3 separate regions of the Mus musculus genome follow, and all the other regions are linked to region 1. A link is a contact called in public Hi-C and targeted proximity ligation data. All regions are on one chromosome and are shown on one strand. The core of a region is the stretch at or near the end of the contact, and the rest is flanking DNA. Distances in the headings are between cores, read along the strand shown.

Region 1 (3,911 bases), core at 415-2,914:
TTTGGGTTTAAACTGTATGGCGTGATGGGTGTCTCCATAGTAGATATGAGAGTGGGGAGGACGTATCTGAGCACCTACTGTGCATCAGGTGTGCATGCATACTCTGGACAGGTGACTCTAGAGGCAAGAACGCTACTGCAGGGTGGCGGAAGCGGGGGGGATGGTGGCAAACAGGACAACTGCGAGAAGAACAGAGTGTGGACGTCCAGCAGGTTATCTGTGGGATGGCAGGTGCCCGGCTTCCCAAACGTTGGCCTAATCACACAGAAGTAAGCATTCGTTTCTCCTGTCGAGAGAACCACAATGGGATCTCAAAGACACAAGTGCCAGGACATCTAGGAATGCTGCCTATATTGGAAGAGTGCGGAGACAGATAAACACACATTATTAGCTTCCACTTTTGTATGTGTTTCTAACCAAAGGTTTCTCTTTTGAATCAAATATTAAAGTATGTCCAAGTACACCTTAGTTGTATCAATCGAGATGCTGTTAGTTACCATGTGAGTGGCTTGAAAGCCTTACGTAATTTTAAGAAGAGCAGCGATATACATTACAATATTTGGGTACACTTTATTTTATATGGGTTAACATTCTGCTATGTTTCACTTCATTCGTTCTTTTGAGAAACTGAGAACAAAGGGGCGCTGGGGTCATCTGAGGGAATCTGAGTCTTGCGGTGTCTTGTTATGCAGCCCTTTCTTCCCATTATTAGTTTTATTTTTTGCAAATAATCAAGTCATTTTGACCCAAATCCAGCATAAACAGCTTTTCACCAATTCCTACTTAAGACAACTAAAATTTACAATCATGTGGCAGTATAAATTTTTAAATTACAATTCGTACAACTTGACAATCAATAGAAGTCTGAAGTACAAAAAGTAAATTGCCCTTTGGCTGAATTACCCTTTAAAATGATTAGGCCTGCTAATGTAATCTAAACAAAAACAAAACAAAACAAAGCCCCCAAGCCCCCAAGTTCCAGGTGTTCTTTAAATATCGCCGTGGATGCCACCTGCCAGTAAACAATATACGCAGGCTCCTAAGAAGAATTTCCCAGCTACTCAGGACATTCAACAGAGCTCTTCCTAAGGAAACGATAAGGAAAACCCAACAGGCTCTGTAAGACTTAACTGACTTCTGCATGGGCGTGTGTTTTCCCTTTGTTTCAGACATGAGGCACAGACTTCTGAATTTAAGCTCTGTAAGGCATAGTATAAACCTCCAATTTACAAATAGGAATTCTCTGTGGGTGGGAACTGCCGTATCACACACAAAAGGGCGACATCATCTGTAAACGGCACACTCATGTGCTGAGTGACTCATGAGATGGCTGCTTGCCTTGGTATGCTGAGGAAAGGTTTCTGTGGTCTGTGTTTTGCTTCTGAATAAGACATGCCCAAGTCACCATAACGCTCATCACAAGCCTCCATTACCTAGAGCATCGACAACAGGAACACTTGCAATCACAATAGAAGAGAAAGCATATGAGTAAACTTTGTTTTTGTACAAAACTAAGAAGCCCTTCCCGCCCCTCACCCCTTCAATAAAACCCCAAACGAGAAACAACAACAAAATTAGTTTTAGCTTCATTGACTAGTGTGGATAGAGTAAGGTGTGCAGGCACCACTGCAGCTAGGGTGATCAATGTTTTCCCTTCTCAGAAGAAGGGACTCTGTCATGCACCCCAGGATGTGCAGTGAGGCCAGACTTCAACTCTGTGCAGCAGCAAGCTGCACCCTCAATTCATAAAGACAACGTGGCCACCTCTCCCTGCCTTACTCAGCAGCTCTGAGCTTGGTATCAGCACGGCTCAGCTCCATCCACTACAGCTCTATTAGACAGAACAGCTCGCTTCCTTAGGACGGTTAACACTTATGATCCTGGGATGAGGTTTTCTCTATACACTGCAGGCCATCAAATGTTACTTTTTTCTTCTTTTTTGTCTTTTTGTGTTTTTAAATTTTTTTGTTTTTATTTTTTGTTTTGTTTGTTTTGTTTTTGTTTTTGTTTTTTTTGTTTTTTTGTTTTTTGCTGCACCAAATTTAAGGTTGCCCTTTCAGGCAAGCAGTGGTCTCTAGCTGATAAAACATTTCCTTAGTGGATCACAAATAGCTTCTAAAACTGCCTTTCTAATAAAGGCCACCAGAGAGGTAATGCTAAACTGTGCATTTGCCAAATAAGAATATGAATCGTATAAAAGCTCATATTCCAACCCCAGGTCAAATGGCAAAAGGTCTACAAAGTTGGTCTCCGTGTTTGTATAAAAGCTCTGACGGATGGTGTGTGTTTGCTATGAAATTACCTTTGGGTCTTAGGTCAGCACACCTCTACTCAGGAATGTGCAAATGATTTTAGACAGCACGATGCTAGTACCGCTCTGTACAATAGTAAGGGTTTTTTTTTTTTTCTTCTTTTCTAAATGGAAAAAAATATCCCTAGTCAGAAATAAACTGACAAATTTACATTCTCCTCTCTTAAAAAAGTAAATAAAATAACATTATTCAAAATGTGAATTAGCTATAAGACATACAATTACATAGATACATATCAATACAGCACATTCAATCTGCCAAAAAATTAATGATTACAAAGCCAGTATGGATGTTGCAATATCAAGAGAGATGTATGTACAACGATCAGAGCATTCATAATTGCACTATACCTACAGGCAGTCTGTTAATTAAATTACAGGGGCTTTCTAGAGCAAGGGATGAAAGAGCCAGGAGAGTAACACATGAGAGCACTTCATTACCAGTCAGCAATGTCCGTGTTCATACAGTGAGCTGGTCACTCTCCCAGCTTTGCTATTCAAGAAAAGTGATGTCTATGGAGTTGAGATTAGTGCCAAGCGCTAATGAGACCAGCATCGAGGTCTGACTTCCCGGCAGCCTTAGAGCGCTCGCCATCTACTTAAATCACACACTGATGCAGGCTGCTTGACAGGCTCACTCACACACGTTCGGCACAGTTTGCATCTGCGGACAAATTGCACATGGAGAATTCCAAACATCCCTCCTAGTATGATCGTCACATAAATACATGCTTGACGGAACACTGAGCGGTGACTTTTGATAAGTCCACAATCTTTCTTAGGTTCAAGCGCCCAATTCGAGATCCTGAAGGTGGTAAAGCCAGCTCACTATTCCCTGCCCCCTCCCCGCCCCCAAACCAAAAGTGTTAGGATAATACTATCCACCAGTGTTCTTGGCAGATTCACTCGAACGTAAGGAGAATAAAGAGCTAATGAAACTAACGCCAGTGAAGAGATACAAGCAGACCTCACGACAAACCACACAGGGAGCTTTTCTACACTGCTCGTCTGGACACTGGCATTGACCTTAAGGGCAAAGAAAAGAACGGACCATGAGAAGCAGCAGTTCAGTTGGCAACTGTTTGGCAATGTGTGTTTCCGGTTCACACCCTGCTGTCCCCTTCACATTTTAATGCTGACATTTTGAGACACTGGCTTTTACTGTTTAAATTCTTAATTTATTTTACCTTATAAAAATCTGGCTTTGGCAGCACATACCTATAATAAAAATTATTTCAAAATTGTGGCCCAAACACAAGGGGGGATAGGAGGGTAGGAAAGCTGGAAAGAAACAGAAAATAAAGAAGCTACAAGAGGGCTCTGGCAGCAGCTGCTGGGGAATGTAGTGTCTGTTGGCGTATCATTTGGCATCTGTGGTTTAAAGGGCAAGGGTGGAAGGACGCGGCCGGTACGTGGCCTTGAGAAGCAAGGACTTCTTCCCAGCCTGTGCCCTCACACCCTGACCTCCATCCATTTCTCTTAACAATCCTGCTGTGGCTGAAGGTCTGCACCCAAAAGATACGACTCTTGATCATCAATGGGTACCCACTGTCCTAGTGCAAGTGAGACAAGACAATATATATAGTATACATATATATGT
Region 2 (3,911 bases), core at 787-3,286, 210 kb before region 1:
GGACTCTGGAAAGCGGTCCAAAATTAGGTTAAGTGGGAGGCAAGGAAGACACACTACAGTGATTGATTAATTGATTGATTGACTGAACCAGCAGACTACATTGTCTGAGATTAGAGGTCACTAACTGGTTGCCACATAGCCCTTAGCACACTATCTGGTACACTCATTTGCACAGTATAAATGACATCTAATTACGCAGACATTACTAGCAGATGACTGAGAACCACTGACTTGGACCAAGAAAATGCACAAGTAACTTATGTCATAGTGGGGGTGGGGGTTGTTGTTCTGTTTCATTTTGCTTTTTTTGCTATTTTGAGACAGGGTCTAACTCAGGTTGCCTGCTGACCTGAAACTCACCTGACTGAGAATGTCTAAGAATGTTTGACCCCCTGCTCTCACTTCTCCAGTGCTGGTAGCTAGGCATGTAACCACCATATCCATGACGCTCAAGGCTGGCAACTACTTCCCTTATTAAATGCTATTGTCTTCTGTACAACTCTGTTCACCTCCCCAGTCACCCCTCACACGCCTGGCAGCGAGCGGACTTGCTTCTGTTTTCAAGATTTACGCTGAGTTAATCTTACAGTCATTCTGGCAAGCGTTCTCCAAATGGATGTAAATCCAGAGGCTCATCTCAGAGCCAGTAACAGTGGGCCGCTTCTGGGAGGAAACAGGAGAACCCACTAGCTTTTGGACAGAATGCTCATCTCATTGGGAGGCTAGCTTCCTCCCCTCTCTGCTGCCAGTCTAGCGTCTTAGTGGTTTCTTTCCTTCTCCCCCCACCCTGCCCCCCGACATCGTGCTTTTCTGCTGATGTAATTAGATCAATTGTGCCAAGCTGGATTGAACTGAGTGCTGCATGGGACAAATGTCTAGGCAAAGTCATTAAAAGCCATGGGCCTTAACGATGCCTTCCCTGACAGCTGCTTTGTCCAGTCCAAGCTAGTTCAGGAAGAGGCCAACATGTAAAAGGAACGGAGTGGGTTTGGGGAGTTTCGTGGTCCTGGGAGGAGGAACCAAACTGCAGGAGCATAAACAAGCTGCAACCCCAAGAAGTAAGCTGTGTGCTCAGTCACCTGTGGGTCACAGCCAGCCCTAGGGGACTCTTAAGAAAGAAGAAATGTTGTGATATCTCCAAGATAGTATGCGATAGAAATTTTGATGATGTTGATGGTTTAAATCTAAAGCTTTATGGATCCCAAATACATTAAGTGGTTGACTTTCTGAGAGGGTCAAATAAGCCAGCCGAGAGGCCTGTGTGCTGGTCTTGCAATGCCAATGTCTATCACTAGAGGGCACTACAAGATCGGCAACCAATTTAAGCAAAGCCTAAGCCCGCCTGCAGTTTCCAGAGGGATACAGAGAGGAAGAAAGCGGAAAAACCACAGGCAGGTGTGTTCTTTGCTTAAATCATAACCTCTGCTCCAAAACTTAGATCCGTTCCACTAAAGGAATCTCCAACTTAATTGGGTGAGAGAAGGTGGCTGCTAACCCCAAGGGACATCTGGGACAGAGAATTAGGGGAGAAGAGGCCAAGAAGCAGGCCAGGAGGTCAGGGGAAACACCCACCCACACACATCCTCACTCCCCCACCCACCCCCACCCACACCCCCTGCCTCTCTGCCTCCTGGGAAGTGAAGCCTTGCAGAGTTGGCTTAGCAGCAGCTGCCGGCTGAGTACTCACTATTTGGCAGAGTCTGACAGCTGGTACTCCCTCCTCCTGTCGTAACACTCCTGGATTCCGGGATCCAGCCACAGCTGCTTGATGGCTGCCACCTGGTCTCTAGAGAGTGCAGTGACCTTGTCTACTTCCACTTCCCTGATGATCTGGGCATTTTCCTGTCCAACGGAAAGGAAATACCACGTTGAGCACAGAAAAGCATGACAGATAAGGGGATGATCTGGGGTGGAGGGCTCTGACAGGTGCTGGGCTGTGCACAGCCAAACCCTCAGAAACCAGAAGACTAGGCGGGGTGATTTGGTTGCTCAGTCTAGAGACGTGAAACAGACCGCACTAGACCTGCGCCTCCAGTCCAGCAATAGCAGAGGCAGCTGCTCAGACCCGGCACCCAGGTGTGAACAGAGACACCCACGCCCTGTAGCCACTTTCACTTTTCCCACTTTCTGTTCATTCCAACATCTATGTAGCCAGCAATGGACATAAACTGTTGTATCAGTCACAAACCAGGATTGTTTGGTTAGAAGTGGACTGGCCCCAGGTGTAAGAACAGGGACACACTCTCTCTGTAAACGGAAAAATCAGTGCCAACTGTCACCCTGCCCTTTTTCTCCCTCTTAAGTTTTTTTTTTTTCCTTTTCTTTTTCTTTGTATTTCTTTGAAGTAGATTTTACTTTGTAGAGCAGCATTAAGATTCAGCAGAAATCTTCAGCTCAACAGAAAGTTCCCATATGCCAGCCACGTAGTCCTGTGCATCAATCAGCGCACAGTTCTTTCCCACCTAGGAACCACTCCCAGATCACCTGCTCTGCACGACAACTACTAGACAGTGTTTATTGTAGCTATTACTCCGTTAGCACACTAAGGATTACAGGCAGGAGCTCTGTGAGAGTGTATGCCCAGTGGATACTTCTCACTTGCAATCCTAGCGCATATCCATCGCACCTGAACCTCTGCATGTGATTCCTTCCACTGTCCTTAGCCAGAGAGCGTGATCCAGGGTCCTGGAGGGCCTTGAGTAGAGCATAGGTACTGTCCCCAACCTTCTGGCTTCCCATTGCCGCTCTGTTGTTTCCTCTTGCCCTATGACTGCCCTCTACCCTCTACATCTGAAGTGGCCATGTGCCTCTGTCTTCAAACAAGTCCGGGAAAACTCCACAAAAGCAGAGTAAAAAATCTCACTTGTGCTTTTATCCAAGAGTTCAGCTCCTTTTCTGCAAGCAGTTGGTGCTTTCTTTGATAATGTGAGCTCAATAAACACATGTGGCACATGTATCTATGTAGCATGTCAGAAATCCACAGCCATGGGATATGACTAGTGTGGGGAGACGCCTTGCAGAGAGGGGGGAGTCCACAGAGGAATCTGGGGATTCACGGTGGTGCCTCTCAGCCAGTTACCTCGCTAACTCCGCCCCTTCTTGCATGTCATGCACCATAGGCTGTTTTCTTAAATTTAACAATGAAGTCCAGCTTTGCTGTTGAGAATTAAAGCCAAACAGTTGACAGAGGACTGGGTGGGGCACTGCCATGCTACATGGCAGGGGGGGTGGGGGAGGATGAGGGGAATAGAGGGATGGGGGAGGGGGAAGGTTGGTCAGCATCAATGTATGCCCAGGAAGCAGATGAATAAAGTGAGCCTGCTGGTCTTAAGAGTCTCAGGGAGAAGCAGTCAGACTGGAAGACAGAAGAGTTTGGGAGCAAGCCAGCAGTTGCAGAAACATCACCGATGACCAGGCTCTCATAGAGAGTTCAGCACGGACGTGGATGAACGTGGCAGAATAACTCGTTATTTTACACAACTGCAATATACTAATAAGAAGGGGAAACACAGGGCTCAACAAGAACTTTCCTTTCCCCGATTCTCAAAAATCAACATTTTTGCTGCTGGAAGAGGGAACACAGAAGACAGAAGTATGTCACACGGAAGTTCCCAGGCCACCCGTGAAAGGGCCACAGGTGAAGTGGTGGTGCCTTCACCTAGGGCCCTGGCTTCTGCTGAGTGTCCCTGTCAAGTACAGTGAGCTTCTAGTTGCAACCCAGCAGGCTGCCCAACCCGCCAGGCCCTCATCACAGGGGCTGCTCCTCTGTCAACTGCCCAGCACAGCAGCCATCTCTGCGGGGCCTTTTGTTAGGTAAGTAAGGGTTTGTGGTTTACATTTGTCTATGTATTTTAATTGGCAAGTTGATTCTACATAGTTATGGTATATATACCACATGTTCTCTTGACCTA
Region 3 (3,911 bases), core at 580-3,079, 180 kb before region 1:
AAGAGAAGAGAAGAGAAGAGAAGAGAAGAGAAGAGAAGAGAAGAGAAGAGAAAAGAAAAGAAAAGAAAAGAAAAGAAAAGAAAAGAAAAGAAAAGAAAAGAAAAGAAAAGAAAAAGAAATCTTCCTATTCCCCTCCCACCTCCAGCCTGGCAGAAGCTGTTGTAGGAAGTCTTCCTTTCCTGGATGTCTTCCTTTTCTGGAAGTCACAGGGGAGCTTTCTAAGCAGTGGAAGTGCAGGCTACATGAATGATAATGCTTATTGGTTTCATCTCTAGTTCCAGATTGTTTCAGAGAACTCAGAACCAAGACAGAGAGGAGGAAGAACCAGGCATGGCCTACTCTCTTACAGTCATCCATAGCAAACTCACTTGGGCATGAATTCTACTCCTGCTGGGTAGACAACACTGGGCCAGTAATTTCAAACCAAGCTCCCCAGCTCCCAGTAGTGTAGCTATGGTAAAGGAATTGAACCTCATTGAGACTTTCTTGACCTACAGACTAAAAGCACCGCCTCCTAAGCTGTGAGCTGACCTGGGTGGGGTTCATGTCCCTACCTTATGCCTTCCTGACACCATGGACTCATTCATCTCTGATAATTACTACACAGCTGTGAAATGTTCTACTGATGTATTTCCTTCCCCATGAACTGAGAGATTCTTAAAAACCACCACATATTACATATGCATAGTCATTTATCATTTCTGTGTTGGAAATTTTCAAACTCTTCTGCTCTATATAAATATATAGCATGTGTTTGTCATAGCCATACGGCTGTACTGCAGGACACTAAATCTCATTCCTATCATGCAATTGCAATGTAGCACACGTTACCAAACCTCCCCTATCCCCAACCTGTGCTGCCTCCAGTGACTGAGGTTCTACAATCCACTTCTGTAAAATTAACTCTTAATATATGGTTTTCTGTGCCTGGCTTATTTCACTTAACACAATACCTTTGTGAACTGTCAACTTTTTGAGGATAAGGGCAATGCACCTGTTACATAAAAATGTTCTAGGAACTTTTCAGGGAAAAGCTTATTGAGAACAAACAGATTTATGATATAACACATTATATTCAGGCATTTTATGACATATAAAACCCAGAGACAAGTACCATATAACTATTTGTCCACACAAATTAGTACAAATGGTGTTGGCAGCCAGTGTCACCAGCTTAGAGCAATGCTTCCTTCCATTGCTGTACCTGTAACTGTGTCTTTGATGGTAACAGAGTCCCTCAAGACAATGAAGTCAGCCATCTGGAGTCAAAGTCAAACATACTATTTACATTTCACTGCAAACGATTTGACCTCTTTGTTTCTGGCTTCTCTTCAGTAAAGTAGATGGGAACAAGCTGTGCCTGGGCAACCCTCGATTTCCTAGGTTAACAACACACCTTGAACAAGCCTAGGCCCACAGCAGATACTCAGACCGTACAATGCAGTTATTGAGGGGGAAATAGATGTAGAAATCACCCTCTAGGTTTACAGTAGACACTGTGTGACTGAATAAGACTCAGTGTAATGGAGAACACCTTTAAAATAACAAGTTTGATTAATATTCCATGGCTGGAGGCAGGCCAATGTATTAGTCAGTTTACGGTTGCCTCTCAACACCCAGGTCTCCGCTGCGAGTGCCACGGAAATAGCTTTTCCCACACTGTGATGATCAATCTTAGAACCATAGATGGGTTATTATGGCTTAAATGTGGAAAGTCCCCATCACGAGCCTTCATGATGCATTGAACATTTGGTCCCTCACTAGTGGTGCTGTTTGAGAGAGACTGTAGACCTTGGGAGGTAGAACTTAGCTGCCAGACACAGGTCATAGAGTGACAGTCTGTGTGTCCTGAGTCACCACGATGTGAAGAAGTCATGCTGCGAGCCCATACTGCCAGAACCTGAGCTCTACCCTGCCGTGCTGAGCCACACGTTCTGAGCTGGGGGTCGTGTAAACCCCTTTCCTGTGAGATGCCGCTGCCGGGCATTTAGTCACAATAATGATAGAAGGAAACAATGCATGGGCTTCTCTGCCCTTCCAGACTCAGTGGAAAACAGGATGAAAGCTGTGGGCTCCAGGGAGTAGGTCACTGCCTTTGAGTTTCCTCATGTCTCCACTCTAAAAGGTCCCAGAGCACAGCAAAATCCACAGACTTTTGGAGAATGCTAGCAGCCACAGGGGATAGGAAGAGCTCCAATTCTGGCACAATGTAAGAGCAAGCATGCTACTACAGATCAGGGAAATGATAGGGAAAGGGCACATGACCAGGGATCCACCAAACATGCTGAAACCTAAAATATGGGACAGATTGAGTTAGCTGCTAGCTCTGATACTTGTTAACACACTATTTAAAGCACTAGCTTTCTAAATAGTGTTTGTATTATTTTTTTTATTTTTTTTTATTTTTTGGTTTTTCGAGACAGGGTTTCTCTGTGTAGCCTTGGCTGTCCTGGAACTCACTCTGTAGACCAGGCTGGCCTCGAACTCAGAAATCCACTTGCCTCTGCCTCCCAAGTGCTGGGATTAAAGGCGTGTGCCACCACGCCCGGCTTTGTATTATTTTTTATTTCAAAAGCACATTTCATTTTTCATGATTACAATGGTTCATTACAACATTCATAGATTATTAAACAAAAATCCCAGTCTCCACTGTAGGATACCTGACTTTATTTTGCTTGGGGTAGGAAAGGCCAAGAGAATCCTTAAAACAATACAGGCTCTTGCCATTGTCCTTGGTTGCTGGCCAGAACTTGATGGTAAGACCATATTGCTGAACATGCTATATTCTTTGGTCTCAGACATGGAAAAATCAAGCTGGTATTGATCAGGAAATTTCCTTCCTGATCACTACCTTCCATACTGCCAGAAGGTACCATGCTTATTACTGTCTAAGAAAAGCCATCAACAGCCTTAGCCAGCTGTGACTCTCCAGCTGTGAGCTACAGGAACAACTGGCCTGGTAACATATACACATTGTTGTTATAGTAGGATAAACGTTACAGAGATAACCAATGACTTTCTGATTAGATTTAAGGCTTCCTTCACAAGAGAAACTCACGTCTACCTGGTACTACAAACCTGGCTAGTAACCCAGTGACTTGGAAAATCAGAAACCCTAGAGGAGAATCTATTAAAATTATTTTGCTAAATGGACATAATATCAAACTGCCTTCTAAATACTTATCTTCATATCCAAAGATCAGTTCAACTCTCAGATCTTATTGGAGAAGCTTTGTTCATTGCGGTGGGCAACAATTAATACAGAGACTCACAGATGAATAAGTGACCGTGGAGTCCTCAAGCTCTGACTGACTGATCACCTATCAGACTCCTGCCCCATCCTCTCAAGACAAGGGGACACCACGGAAGAGTGGCAGGATGCTGGTAAGAGCCACTGGTTGGAGAGGACGGCTGCAATCAGTGTCTTCTGGATTTGGCAGGGCTATTGGACTCATGATCTTGGGACAGCTGTGGGTACCTGTACAAGACCTGCACAGGATCAAACCAGCCAACATCCCAGCCTGTATGGGAGAGAGACACATGAAACCCTACTCTTTGCTGAGAAGTTACTGGCAGTTGATGGGCACTGGGGAAGGGAGAATCATCTTCTTCAAGGGTGTGGCTCCTGGAGGCTGCCTATGCTCCAGTAAATGGTCCTGCATCAGTACTTATATGAGTACCAATTAGACTTGATGGACACTTTTTTAATGCAATAAAGGAGATGTGTTAGGGAGGGTCTAGAATGAGTTAGAAGGGGATAGTGGGGGGAAATTATGATATACACATATTGTATCCATGTATGAAATTCATAAAAATGTTTTTAAATGTATGAAAATTTACAATAAGAGTAAAGAAAACGGATACTCAAGAATACAGTAAGAACCACACCTGATGGAAAGAGTGATTTTTCA

The links. A called contact is a pair of places that touch in the nucleus more often than the background predicts.
Region 2: a Hi-C map of uterus shows a contact between it and region 1, with 2.1 times the contacts expected there. A contact is called at or near these places in 6 of 484 Hi-C or Micro-C datasets (bone marrow-derived macrophages, embryonic fibroblasts, myeloid progenitors and 2 more) and 6 of 130 datasets of targeted methods (the NIH/3T3 cell line, embryonic fibroblasts, embryonic stem cells and 2 more).
Region 3: a contact with region 1 is called in a targeted proximity ligation map of the NIH/3T3 cell line, with 30 read pairs. A contact is called at or near these places in 2 of 484 Hi-C or Micro-C datasets (embryonic stem cells and stem cell-derived epiblast-like cells) and 3 of 130 datasets of targeted methods (the NIH/3T3 cell line, embryonic fibroblasts and pancreatic cancer cells).

What each region holds. Positions count from the first base shown.
Region 1 is chr19:16,384,099-16,388,009 of GRCm38.p6, reverse strand. It overlaps Gnaq (guanine nucleotide binding protein, alpha q polypeptide), which reads right to left. Exons shown (of 7, transcript NM_008139.6): 7 at 1-3,911. Among named protein-coding and RNA genes, the nearest start is that of Gna14, 50 kb to the left of the region's middle.
Region 2 is chr19:16,596,871-16,600,781 of GRCm38.p6, reverse strand. It overlaps Gna14 (guanine nucleotide binding protein, alpha 14), which reads right to left. Exons shown (of 7, transcript NM_008137.4): 3 at 1,688-1,842. Among named protein-coding and RNA genes, the nearest start is that of Gm41811, 15 kb to the right of the region's middle.
Region 3 is chr19:16,560,584-16,564,494 of GRCm38.p6, reverse strand. All of the region lies in intron 2 of Gna14 (guanine nucleotide binding protein, alpha 14), which reads right to left. Among named protein-coding and RNA genes, the nearest start is that of Gm41811, 21 kb to the left of the region's middle.